2 separate regions of the Arachis hypogaea genome follow, and region 1 is linked to region 2. The links are chromatin contacts, called in public Hi-C maps. All regions are on one chromosome and are shown on one strand. Each heading gives the region's core, a stretch centred on a gene start, on an enhancer-like site or on the middle of the called end of the contact. The rest is flanking DNA. Distances are from core to core; before and after follow the strand shown.

Region 1 (6,356 bases), core at 3,242-5,741, 330 kb before region 2:
ATAATTCCTTTTCTTCCTTCTTCTTCTGAAACAAGACTTTCATACCCTTGTTCCCTTCGTCTGTTCCATTGTTCTGCCATTTGGTGGCACTAACACATGCCCCATGAAGAACAAAACACCGTTATCATTGGTTCAGTGTTGAAGCATACGAAAATTTTAACAACAGAGAGAACCTTTATTGACACAATTGAATAGGTTTAACCCAAAATAGAACGACAACACACAAAAAGAAAAGAAAGAAAATCAAAGTTTGGACTCTGGTTCTTCTTTACCTTTTTCTTCTTCAATCCCTCAGAATCTTTGTAAAGATCTCGTGACCTTGGTATGTATGATATGAATATGAGGATCCTGAAAACATTTTCAGACACAAAGTTTTACTAATTTCGTTCACAACCTTAATTTTTTTTTATTCTTTCATGACTTGTTTTCTGGTTTGTGTAGAAATTGGAAACGATGTCGTGTTTGTCAGCAAGAACAGGACGACAAAGACAGCGTTATGAAGGAAATTTGCGCCTTGTCTCCGGGTTAGTCTTCCATTTCAACGCCATAGCTTCGTCTTCTCTTCTATCAAAATCTCTTTTTTACCTTTCTCTTCAATGCCAACCCTTTGGGATTGAATAGAAAAATAATTTATGAAAAATAAAATAATTGTGATACACTATCAGTCTTAAATAATGTTTTAGATAATCGTTTAATTATATCCGTTAATATTTCTACATCAATGTAAACCGTACTCTTTTTTGTTGATGTTATATATTAGGTATAAATTTAAGTACAGTCTCTTCGTATGAAGTTTGTATTTAAGAATGGTTAGATAATTTAATAAATTTGATTAAATAATAATTTAATATTTTTTAATTTTTAATTTTATTTAAAAATAATTACACATAAAGTTTCACCTACATATTATATAACTAAATACACATATAAAATTAGTTTACACAAATTAAAAATTTAAGAGTCAAATTCTTTTAGTTTAACAATTTATTACTATTTTATTTTGCCAATATTTTTAACGATTATGTTACGTATACGTCAAAATCAGCCATTAATATAAAATCTATGTTAAAATATAAATACACATTAAAAATAAATAAAATCACACATATATTTATATATAAATATATTAATAACATTTTTAGGTACAAATAACATTTTTATATTTTTAAACATCTATTGACCAAAATAAATAAGTTGTATTAGCCATAAAATATTATGTTAAAGAAATAATATCTAAAGTTACTTATATAACATAATATTCATAATTTTTTTATATATAATATCTATAATTATATATTTATTAAATTTAAAATTATATAATTATTCTAAAAATAATTAATAAATACTAAATAAAATAACTTTTAGTCGTTTCGGCTATTTTTTATTCTCTCTTAAATATTATTGCTTTTATTATACCTTCTCTCTTGCTTGGTTTCCATTTCCCTTCTTTGTTGTTTCCTTTTCCCTTTCCTTTCTCTGTCTTTACTTTTGTCTTATGTGCCTGCAATACTACTAAATTAATACAAGTCTTAATCACGAACAGAAGCCAAAATGCCTAATTAATTTTTTGCTTACAGAGAAATGTATTTTAAATCCAAATTTCGTAGACATCTTGTGTGAATAATGTATGTCAACTCAATTATTATTAACACTACTTGATCTTCCACAGACAAAATCATCACTAATGAAACTAAAATATGCAATTAAGTGCATAATTTATAACTGATCCCTTTTAAGTCCAAGGGCCCGTTTCATGAAGAACTCAAAATAGTTATATACATATATTATAAGAAGCATTTTTTTTTTGAAAAATAAAATAAACACGTTTTTATATTGCAACAAATCTTTCTTTAAAAGTTACAAATAGTAAAACAATTATATTAGATATACAATAAAATTAGCTATTAAAATTAGCTATTAATATAAAATATATATTAAAAATAAATTAAATAACGTATATATACATAAATGTATTAGTAATTAATTTTAATAGTTAATTTTAATATACAAATAATATTGTTGATGGTAAAAATTACATTTGTGATAGAAATTTTCTATTTTCGAAGATTCCAAATTTTTATTTTAGTAACACTTACTAAACACTTTTCTCCGTTAACCCTTTTTTTTTTTATGGTGTATGTGTGGAAGAGGACATCTTAGAACTGTTTCTGCATGATTATGCCTTGTGCGTTTGATAATTAATTAAACATTTCAATATTTCATGCGGATGTTTCCAAGACAATCATGCATCAGAACAGTGGGCCATGTCATTGACTTAAACGTGTAATAAAAAATATTATAACACTCCAAATTTGTGGGCCATAATCATATCACCATATCAATATCATTTTATAAATCAACCAGGAAATTTTCTCCATAGTTATCGGTAACAACACCACCGTGGCATGCATATGCAGGGTTTAACTAGGGTAGTAACCATTATTATGAAATCATGTAATGAAAGAATGTGTTTGATGTATCAATAATCAATTATATTACACAATAATAATAACAGGTCCAGATGGCAAAATTCTCAAAAACAAGTGCACCTTGCTTGTCAAGTAATTTCACCTGCGAAAATATTTAGTAATAAAAAATGGTTTAATTTTTGATACACTGCCGTTGTAAAATAAGTATTTTATAAAATTGTGCACATTCGTTCTTTTAAATGACTATTCACGTAATTAATATAAAAAATAATTATTTTTACTATTGTAGCGTTACGTAAACTACTTTACAAATTAACCATAACTTACCTTATTTTATCTCTCTAACATTGCTGTTTCACAAGCAATAAACAAATATTGAGCAGTTTTAGTATCTTTTCTATAGAGTTTCAATATATTGTGAGAAGAAGAAATTTTGTGAGATTTGCAAGAGATTCTTATGGTTAAGCTTTCCTTTGCATTGCAACAGGTGTATTCCCTATAGGTGGATAAAGGACAGCACAGATCAAACGGGCGAAACAGAGGAAATGATAGAAGTACTGATGGTTTCTTCGCCGAAACGCGATGATCTTGTATTTCCAAAGGTACTTGATAATGAATTAGATATTGTCTATGTCTGCAACAATTCAAACTCTTCCATATTGATCACTTTCCAGGGTGGATGGGAGGATGATGAAACTGTTACGGAAGCCGCATGCCGCGAAGCATTAGAGGAAGCAGGAGTTAAAGGAATTCTAAGAGTAGGTTCAATATCCTTCTTGCTCATTCAACTTGTTCACTTATAGTTCTTCATGGTATGTTTATGCACACCTATTAAACTAAGTTAACTAACACAATTAAACATTTAATCGCATTAACTGATGATGTCTACTATTGATTTTGATTTCCTTTGACTAATTAGCTGACTTTCATGTTTAGGAAGTTCCACTGGGAATATGGGAATTCAGAAGCAAAAGCAACCTTGACTTATGTTGTACGGAAGGTGGTTGTAAAGGATACATGTTTGCCATGGAGGTTACCGAAGAACTTCACACTTGGCCGGAGCAAAATAACCGCAGTCGCCAATGGGTAAGTGTTCTGAAGGAATACTTAGGAGAAGAATTACATCAACCCGATTACCATGTTGTTAATTGGTCAATGTTATGAACAAAATTCATAACAAGTTTTCATCTTTCTATTTCTCTGTATTGTTTACATAATAGAATGTATTTCTACATTAGAGAGCAGCTATATCTGAGTCTAAGTCTAATATTTTGTCTTCTCAGTTAAACATAAAGCAGGCATTTAGTCTGAGCCGGTACGAGTGGATGTGTAGCGCGCTCGAGGAGTTTCTTAAAGTCATGGAAGAAGAAAGAAAGCTTGAGAAGCAAGATGATGATAGCATTGGTTGCCCTTCAAGTCTAGTAGCAGATGTTTCAGAATCTCAAAGTATGGCACCACCTAAGTGCTATAAAAGATCCTCTACTATGCCACACCATAGTATGAATTCTAAGAAAAACATCTTATCATGTGCTTCTTAAGAATAGCCATCAACTTTAGCTTTTGACATGTTTTCTGGTTTTTTTTTTTCTTTTTTTTTTTTTATGTAATGAATCAATGTTGAAAGGAAGTAAGCAACATCTTCAACTGATGTTTATTTTCTTCAACACACTTTGTTCCTAAGAGAACCTTGTAAAAAATGTCATCAAATGTGAAAAAAAAAAAAGAAAAGAAAAGATTCATGATATTTTAACCTTTCACTTTTTTATTTAGAACAATTGATTTCATTCTCAACAATAATGATTAGTATTGGTGTTACTCTCTTTTGCTACTCGTTTCTGCGTCTCTTTACTTTGAATGGAAAACATGCTTTCCTAACTAATTAAAATTGAATCAGTTTGCGATGACCTCTAACCTCTTAACAAAAAAAAGTATGATTGCAAGAGCAGTGGTCAGAAGTTATGTTCAGAAGCGGTCTTGTCAAGATAGGAGGATTATTTGTTAATCTGAAGTAGTTAATGGTATGTTGAGAATAAAATTTGTTGGACAATGGATTTTATGGGCCTAATGTTATTTTGGCTGGGCTTGTTGGGCGCTGCCTAAAGAGGCGGCGGAAAGAATATGGAAGGACTGTTTATATATTTTAGAACCCATAACTAAAACTTACCAAAAAAAAAAAAGAACCCATAACTAAAAAAAGAAAAATATCTCCAAAAAAAAAAGAACAAATACAGTGGCGTGAAGAACAAAAATATTAAAAAGCAGTAGCGTTGTGCTGCATTTAAAAAAAGGCAAATTCTTTGGTGGCTTCTGGTGCCGAATTTGCCGATGTGCCTTTTATGGTAAATATTAGATATTATTTTTTTATCTTTTGTTTAGTAAATTAAAAAATTATGAATTTGTTTGGGTGAATTTTTAATAAAAAAAAATTTTTAAATTATTTTTTAAAAGAATTTTGTATCGTATATTCTAATGGCATAGATAGGGGTGACAATGGATAAAATAGGGTTTAGATCCAACCCTAATTCTACTATAGGTATCTAATTCTATCCGTAAATTTTCATAAATATGCAATATTATTATATAACCTAATGAGCATGCAAATTAAAAATTTAATACAAACAATACAATTATTCCACAAATAATACAATCGTCCCATAAACAACATAATCATCAAATGTTCAATTATAATAAAAGTCTTTGTTTAAATTTATAACACAAACACAAAAAAATATTGTGATATAATGTTGTATCAGTAAAACAGAATTGATTTTTATATAAACAAAAGTGTTAAACTATCAATTGAGAATCTTAATTCAATGATAAAAATCTTTTACACTAAGTGAGAGGTCTTTTGTCTTTAATTCAATATGTACCTATAACATATTTTTATAACATATACATATATAGGGTGTGGGTTGGTTGGGTAGGTTTGAGACTCAACCCGCATCCTATCTGACTCGCACTCAAACTCGCTCTGCACTCAACTCTACCCACAGTGGATCTGGTTGGCAACCCTATCCAACCGGTTTGAATACTCGAAAAGTAGAGTGCATGCTGTCACCCAACATAGGCTAAGCATACCATAAAAAAAAAGTTTAATATTATTTATTATTTCTATGCATTGAAAATGTAAAAAAAAAAAATTATTTTTGCAATAAATAACATTAAAACATATATTTTATGGTATGCTTAATCTATGCCCTTACAGCATACGATAGAAAAATCTTTTTTTAAAAGATCTTTTAAGTAAAAGTAATTTTATGTTTGGATATTTTATGTAAAAAGATTTTTTTATCTATCAATTATATTTGTGTTATAACAAGATAAAAATACTTATTTATTTATTTATTATGTGAAAAATATCTTTTTTTTAAAAATATATTTAAAAAAAGATATAAATTATAATTTTTCAAAAAAAATATTTTTTATTTTTTTAGTACTTTTATTTTTATTATTAAAAATTTGCTAAACATACTACAAAAAAATATTTTTATTAAAAAAATATTTTTTTACATATTTAATAACACTCAAACAAGCACTACATATAAATACCATAACAAGCATCTTTAAAAAATTGAACATTAATAAAAAAATAAAAAAGATTAATAATTATTGAAACCACTGTAGCGTTTCTAGTGGCCAAAAGAAGGATTACTGGGTCGCCCAACCAGGTAAATGTAATAGATGGAGAAAGTTTGCTAGTATGATATTTTCCTTAAAGAAAAAAGTACAGGAGTTGTTTGTTTGTGAATTTTACTAGCTTTTATGAGTTTTTGTTAATAAAATATTCCTTTTTCGGTTATTGTTGGTGTGAGGGGCCATGTAAAGGAGGATAAATCAAAACAGGCCCAATTTGAATATTAGTACCTAACTAATATATAAGTAGGGGAGCACTATGGTAAAGATGCAAATTGGTACAGATTTACA
Region 2 (6,756 bases), core at 3,887-6,386:
ATCTCATCAAGTTCTTTATCAAGACTGGTAAAGAAGGTTGGATTTCTCTTGGAGGGATACTTCTCTGTATCACTGGTATGTTAGTTCTGATCCTTTTTAACAGTTATATCATAGGATATGCTCTATAGTTTGTAGGGATGTTATGCATGATGTATTGATGTTCCTTGTTCTATTTACAATTGTATAAATTTAGTCAAAAATTTGAGTTACTAGAACTGTAAAACCTGAGATTTTAAGAAACTCAGATGCTATACTATACTAACTTACTAACTATTTGAGTTTTTTTTACCTCACCAGGAACTGAAGCTATGTTTGCAGATCTTGGTCATTTCACTGCTACATCGATAAGGGTGAGAAAAACTTGATGCTGAATTTCTTGCATCTGTTATGAATTATGATTTTATGATTCTTATTACTTTAGCTGTCCAATCATGTCACTAGTCTTGTTGGGCTGAGATTGTACCAGTTGCACTATGCTGGTACATGGCTTAAAGTATTATTAGAAATAAGTAGTACTTATAGTTGAGTGTTTTCTTTCTCCTTTTTTTTTTCTCTTCTTTTTCTCTTGCCCTCTTATCCACCATTTTCTCTATGAAATCAACATAATCAAATTGATCTTAGTTTTACAAATTACTACTATTTTCTGGGAAAGCAACAATAAGTAGTACATGCTCAATTGTCAAGAGATTCCTTAATATTTTCCTCCCTTTTGCAGATTGCATTTGCGTTTGTTATATACCCTTGTTTGGTGGTACAGTATATGGGCCAAGCTGCTTTCTTGTCTAAGAACCTTCAATCTATTCATAACAGTTTTTATGATTCAATACCTGGTTGGTCCATTCGTTACTCTCATTCGTTAATACTGCTTTGAGATTCAGTAATTTAGTGCAATTGCTAATTTTTTTGCTTCTCCTGCAGAACCTGTATTTTGGCCTGTTTTTGTTGTTGCCACCCTTGCTGCTATTGTTGGGAGTCAAGCTGTTATAACCGCAACTTTCTCTATCATCAAGCAGTGTCATGCACTTGGCTGCTTTCCACGAGTTAAAGTTGTCCACACTTCAAAACATATATATGGGCAAATCTACATCCCAGAGATAAACTGGATACTCATGATCCTGACTCTTGCAATAACCATTGGATTTCAAGACACAACTATAATTGGAAATGCTTACGGTAATATAAGGTTCCCTGCTCAAAAAAGCATACCCCCCGCCCCCCCGGAACCACACACACACACCCACAAAGACATTTGTCACTTTTTCACTTTACCAAAATCCTCATCTTAGAGGATCTTTTTCCTTGTGAGTATGGTAAATTTCTGTTCATTTGCTTCAGATCATTGTTTTCCTCTGATTATATGTTCGGATTGATAGTTCAATTAGTCAAAGTCCTAATAGTTGTTATGGAGAGCAAGAATACAATAATTACTGGCTTGTGGATGTGAAAATAATGATAGTATGGTTAATATCCCAGCCCTTTATTTATTTATTTATTTTTTTTCTGTTTTCTAGTTTGATGTGTTACAATTCCTGCTCTGCTACCTTGAATTCGGGAGTTTCTGCTAACAATGTTGTTACAAATTACAGTTTGAATGTTGGTTTTTTTCGTTTTGAATTTAATTCATGGCATTGATTTACAGGACTCGCATGTATGACTGTAATGTTTGTGACGACCTTTCTGATGACTCTGGTCGCAATCTTTGTCTGGCAAAAAAGTGTTGTGATTGCTATAGCATTCCTTTTATTCTTTTGGGTGATAGAGGGCACCTATCTATCAGCAGCATTCATGAAAGTGCCTCAGGGAGGATGGGTTCCTCTTGTCTTATCCTGCATCTTCATGGTTGTTATGTATGTATGGCATTATGGTACTCGAAGGAAGTACAGCTATGATCTGCACAACAAAGTTTCATTGAAGTGGTTACTGGGTTTGGGCCCAAGCCTTGGCATTGTTCGAGTCCCAGGAATAGGTCTCATCTACTCAGAACTAGCAACTGGAATTCCTTCAATATTTTCCCATTTTGTAACAAATCTTCCTGCCTTTCACAAGGTGTTAGTTTTTGTCTGTGTGAAATCAGTCCCTGTTCCATATGTCTCCCCAGAAGAAAGATTCCTTATTGGTCGAGTTTGTCCGAGACCTTATCGAATGTACAGGTGCATTGTCAGATATGGGTACAAGGACATTCAAAGGGACGATGGAGACTTCGAGAACCATCTAATACAGAGTATAGCAGAGTTTATACAGAGGGAAGCAGAAGAACCACAGTACTCAAGTTCTGAAAGCTCTTCGCTCGATGGGAGGATGGCTGTTATAAGTACCAGAACCTTAGAATCCACTGCAAGCTTAATAGTTTCCGAGATTGAGGAAATTGGCGTGGACAGCTCCATCCCCAGCAGTAAATCTGTAACCCTGCGCAGCTTGCAATCGGTTTATGATGATGAAAGTCCACAAGTTAGAAGGCGTCGAGTAAGATTTCAGCTACCAAACAATCCTGGTATGGATCCTGCAGTTAGGGAAGAACTTGTGGATTTGATTCAAGCTAAGGAAGCTGGGGTTGCTTATGTATTGGGGCACTCATATGTTAAGGCTAGGAAATCATCCTCATTCTTGAAGAAGCTTGTGATTGATATCGGTTACTCATTTCTACGCAAGAATTGCAGGGGTCCTGCTGTGGCTCTTAACATTCCTCACATCAGTCTCATTGAAGTTGGAATGATATATTATGTTTAGTTTCTTGGTAAAATTTGATTTACAACTTCTTCCTGGCTGTATAGAATCTATGCTCCAGGCTATAGGTGTTATTTTTATTGCCTCGCTCATGGAAAAATGAGTATGGCAGAGGAGGGTCTCTCTGAGAAAAACGCTTGTAAGGTTTATGCTGCTCTCCTAATGTGTAATTATATTATATAGTTGCAATAATTTTGTATTAGAAGTTTTTTTTTTTTTTTGGGTGAGTATTAGAAGACTCAACCTAGAAATGATCTTTCTCCTTTCCTTCCGATTATTTATTTAGTAAAAGTGTTATTTGCGCACCTAAATTATGTCCAATTAGCACATACCAAAGGGCACTTTTCCTCCAACTGCCCTCTTCCATTTCTTCCACAAATCCACAATCTTAGTGCTTCTGGCGTTTACCCCAATGGTTGTGATAATGCTGAGGGTCCTGGATCAAAAGAGATTCTGGTAATACTAACTCTACCCCATTATGATCGCTTCTCAGCCTTGGAATTCCAGGCTCTACTGCAGCATGGCCAGCTTATGAGCCATCACTCAATCTCTTTTCGCTGGTCTCCATCTCCTTTGGTGTTTGTGAAAGTTAACTCTGATGGAACTGTTTTCATGGAGCCTCAACAGTCTGCCTTTGGCACCGTCATTCGCAATGCAGACGGCAGCTGGGTGAAGAGCTGCTCCGGAACTTGTCTGCATCATCGGCCTCTTCATGCAGAGCTGCTGACTATTTATTGCAGTTTGCAACTAGCTTGGGAGTGTGGTTTTCGGGGTGTTTATTGCGCAGAAGCTCGCAATCTTTGATCTAGCAAAATTGTTCCACAACACCACATAGAGGGGCTTTCTTCTCAAGATCGCTCTGAGACTGGACTGGCAGTTTTGCTTTACTTTGGTGTCTTGCTCTGTGAACGAACCAGTGGATATCGTGGTTAGGAAGGTTTTTTTTTTTTTGAAAACAAAAGCTCAACACAGTAGAGTGGAGCAAATATAAAAGATATCTAAAACAGACAAGCAAATCTAGGAAGGTTCTGATGGAAAGAACCTACGTTGAATGGCTTCAGCCAACATGCTTATGCTTATTGATAGTTATTCTCTTTTACGAAAGAACGGCCTGAAAATAAGTTATTCCTCTAAAGCCAGCATAAAAAAGGGCGATGGTACATTTAGAGAGTGCGCAAGGATAGCCCGTGCCCTGTGAAAGCATTGATGGTTGGCTAATCCAAGACCATGTTAAATGCCTAAGAGCTCTGCACTATTACTAAAAAAATGTTAATTTATTGCATGCCCGATACAAAGTGATAGTTCCTCCGGCCTCCGCTCCAAAGGATCAGCCATATTTCCTCTTAGTTATATGCTTCGATTGTTGATGAGCACAAAGGAGGAATGTCATTTATTCACACAATAGGAACCACCAGTGCATATCCCGGTTGAGTCAAATTGATTGGTTAACTTCTTCTACCCGTCACTATAATTTTAAAACTTTCAATTAAATTTTTACATTTTTTCTTTAATTTTGTAATGAGATTCTCCCGTGCTAGAAAGGTCCTTTACCCACAATTAGGGCTGGCAATGGGTAGGATGTGCTAGAAAGGTCCTTTACCCACAATTAGGGCTGGCAATGGGTAGGGTATGGTAGGGTTTGACCTTTACCATAACTCTACTCGTGGATTGAAAATTTTATTAAAACTCTACCATATCCTACTCGCGAGTTGAGAATCTCTCAACCCTAACCCTACACGCACCCTAAAGTTCTAAACCCTACCCTACCCGCAAAAATATCAAATTTTTTCAAAGTAAATATAAAATTCAATCATTTCAAATTTTATACATATTAATAACATAAAAAATAAAAAATTAATGTTCTAAATTACTAAATTAACTAACTAATTTAGTGGTTGTTCAAGTTGTGAGTTTAACTCTCACTTCCTTCACTATATACTTATTTTTTAATAAAATATGTTATATATGAGGTGCGGGTAGGATAGGATAGGATACACCCTAAATCCGTACCCTACCCTACCCGCAAGCATACCCAGACCGTACCCTACCCTACCCGCAGCGGGTCAGGTAGCCTACCCTATTCGAACGGGTTGGATCGAGTTAGGTACCCGCGAGTAGGATATGAATTGCGAGTCCTACCCACATTTACAATAAAATTTGATTTGTGTAAACATTTTTAAGTAGAATTTGACTTTTAGGATTGGAATTCGAAGATATCCCTCTTATTTCCCTTTTCTTTTTATTTTTTGGTCTTGAAACTAGTAATTCGTTTCTTTTTTGTTTCAACTTGCTGGAAGAGGAACCCAAACCGCAGGCCCATTAAAATATATAAAATAAGTAAATAAATAAAAGAAAAGAAAAAAAAATATCCTGCACAGCCTCTTATGTCTTATCTCAACCCCAGAAAAAATAATTTGACAAAATATTTTTGATATTAAACAGGAAGTTGAGTTATGATGATATAAGATATTTGTTCCCTGTTTGCGCAAAACCCCTCCAAAACCTCCAACATTCATCTCTGAATTTGATTCTATCTTCTCAAAATACGCATTCTTCACAAAGATTCAAACTTTTTACTTTTCCAATGACCCATTTCCATTCTTCCCTCTGAAAACCACACACCACTCTCCTCTTTCCATGGCTTCACTCCTTCCAACTCCACACTTTTCCACACCCCTTATCTCCAAGCTCACTTCTTCCCCCAAAACTTGGAAACTCTTCATCCTCCCCCACCCTTTATACCCTATAGCCCTTCACATCAAGAAGAAAAACGTACTTCTTTTTCCCACCAATGCATTCTATACGCAAGGGGTCTATGCCCCTTCTTCTTCCCCTTCCAAATTGGGGAACAGAACAGAGAAAAAGAATGAGCTTGAGAATGACTCAATTGCCTTGCTCAACGAGAGAATTCGTCGCGACTATGGCAGCAGGGAGGTCTCAAGAACTGTTATGGACTCAGAGGAGGCTGATAGGTACATACTATGTTTCACAAATAAGTATTGAGTACAATATGAATTAGCCATGAATTTAAGGAGTTTAAGATTACAGTATTTGATAAATCATACGTATATGAATACGGTTAGGTATTTGTGTAATATAGGTACATACAGATGGTGAAGGAGCAGCAGCAGAAGGGGTTGCAGAAGCTGAAGGGTGAGAGGAAGGAAGGGAAAGATGGTACCTTCAGCTACAAGGTTGACCCTTATACGCTTCAATCCGGTGACTATGTTGTTCACAAGAAGGTTGGTATTGGGAGGTTTGTTGGGATCAGGTTGGATGTTCCAAAGAATTCTACAGAACCTACTGAATATGTTTTCATTGAGTATGCTGATGGGATGGCGAAGCTTCCTCTTAAGCAGGCATCGAAAATGCTCTATAGATATAGTCTGTGAGTTTTCCTTGCCCTCTTACTCTTACCTTTTTGTTATTGTAATGTAATTCATATATATAGAACAAGTCAGTTAGCTAGACATTTCAATAGAGAGATAGTGCACAATCATGGTCGTCGATGAAAAAATTGATGGTTGCGATTGAGAATTTTGCATGATACAAGAACCATAAGTGTGACATAATTTCTTTTGATGCAAACACTTTACCCTGTTAAGGCACTTTAGAGAAGCTAGTATTTTGTTTAGCTAGTAGTCAATTGTGTTTGGAGAATTGTTTTGATTTGGTCATGATCGTGTCAAATTTTGGTTGTGCCTTGGCAGTCCAAACGAGAACAAAAGACCTCGGACATTGAGCAAGTTAAATGATATTAGTAGTTGGGAGAAAAGAAAGATTAAGGGGAAGGTTGCGATACAGAAAATGGTCGTTGACTTGATGGAGCTCTATCTACATAGGCTCAAACAGAGAAGACCGCCGTACTCGAAAAGTCTTGCCATGACTGAATTTGCTGCTCAATTTCCTTATAAGCCTACACCTGATCAACAACAGGTGACATCTTAGTAAATGCTATGTGTTTAGATGGAAGGGGAATTGTTAATTATGATTGTATATTCTAATTTTAATTTGTAATTTAAAATTTTTAAA

The links. A called contact is a pair of places that touch in the nucleus more often than the background predicts.
Region 1: a contact with region 2 is called in a Hi-C map of leaf, with 4 times the contacts expected there. The contact joins the enhancer-like site here to the promoter of LOC112754955 in region 2. A contact is called at or near these places in 3 of 8 Hi-C or Micro-C datasets (leaf and an unstated tissue).

Annotation. Positions count from the first base shown.
Region 1 is chr16:128,823,891-128,830,246 of arahy.Tifrunner.gnm2.J5K5, reverse strand. It overlaps LOC112754961 (nudix hydrolase 13, mitochondrial), which reads left to right. Exons shown (of 6, transcript XM_025802800.3): 1 at 1-322; 2 at 442-524; 3 at 2,917-3,031; 4 at 3,104-3,187; 5 at 3,366-3,515; 6 at 3,713-4,173. The coding sequence starts at 454. The coding sequence ends at 3,967. Among protein-coding and RNA genes, the nearest start is that of LOC112754961, 3.9 kb to the left of the region's middle. Within about 2 kb of position 4,491, at least 3 of the 3 cell types and tissues checked have open chromatin away from gene starts, as enhancers often do.
Region 2 is chr16:128,496,598-128,503,353 of arahy.Tifrunner.gnm2.J5K5, reverse strand. It overlaps LOC112754955 (ATP-dependent DNA helicase At3g02060, chloroplastic), which reads left to right and starts at 5,136. Exons shown (of 14, transcript XM_025802793.3): 1 at 5,136-5,696; 2 at 5,825-6,112; 3 at 6,435-6,660. The coding sequence starts at 5,362. LOC112754956 (potassium transporter 4) reads left to right here. Exons shown (of 8, transcript XM_025802795.3): 4 at 1-75; 5 at 298-350; 6 at 716-830; 7 at 919-1,173; 8 at 1,640-3,035. The coding sequence ends at 2,727.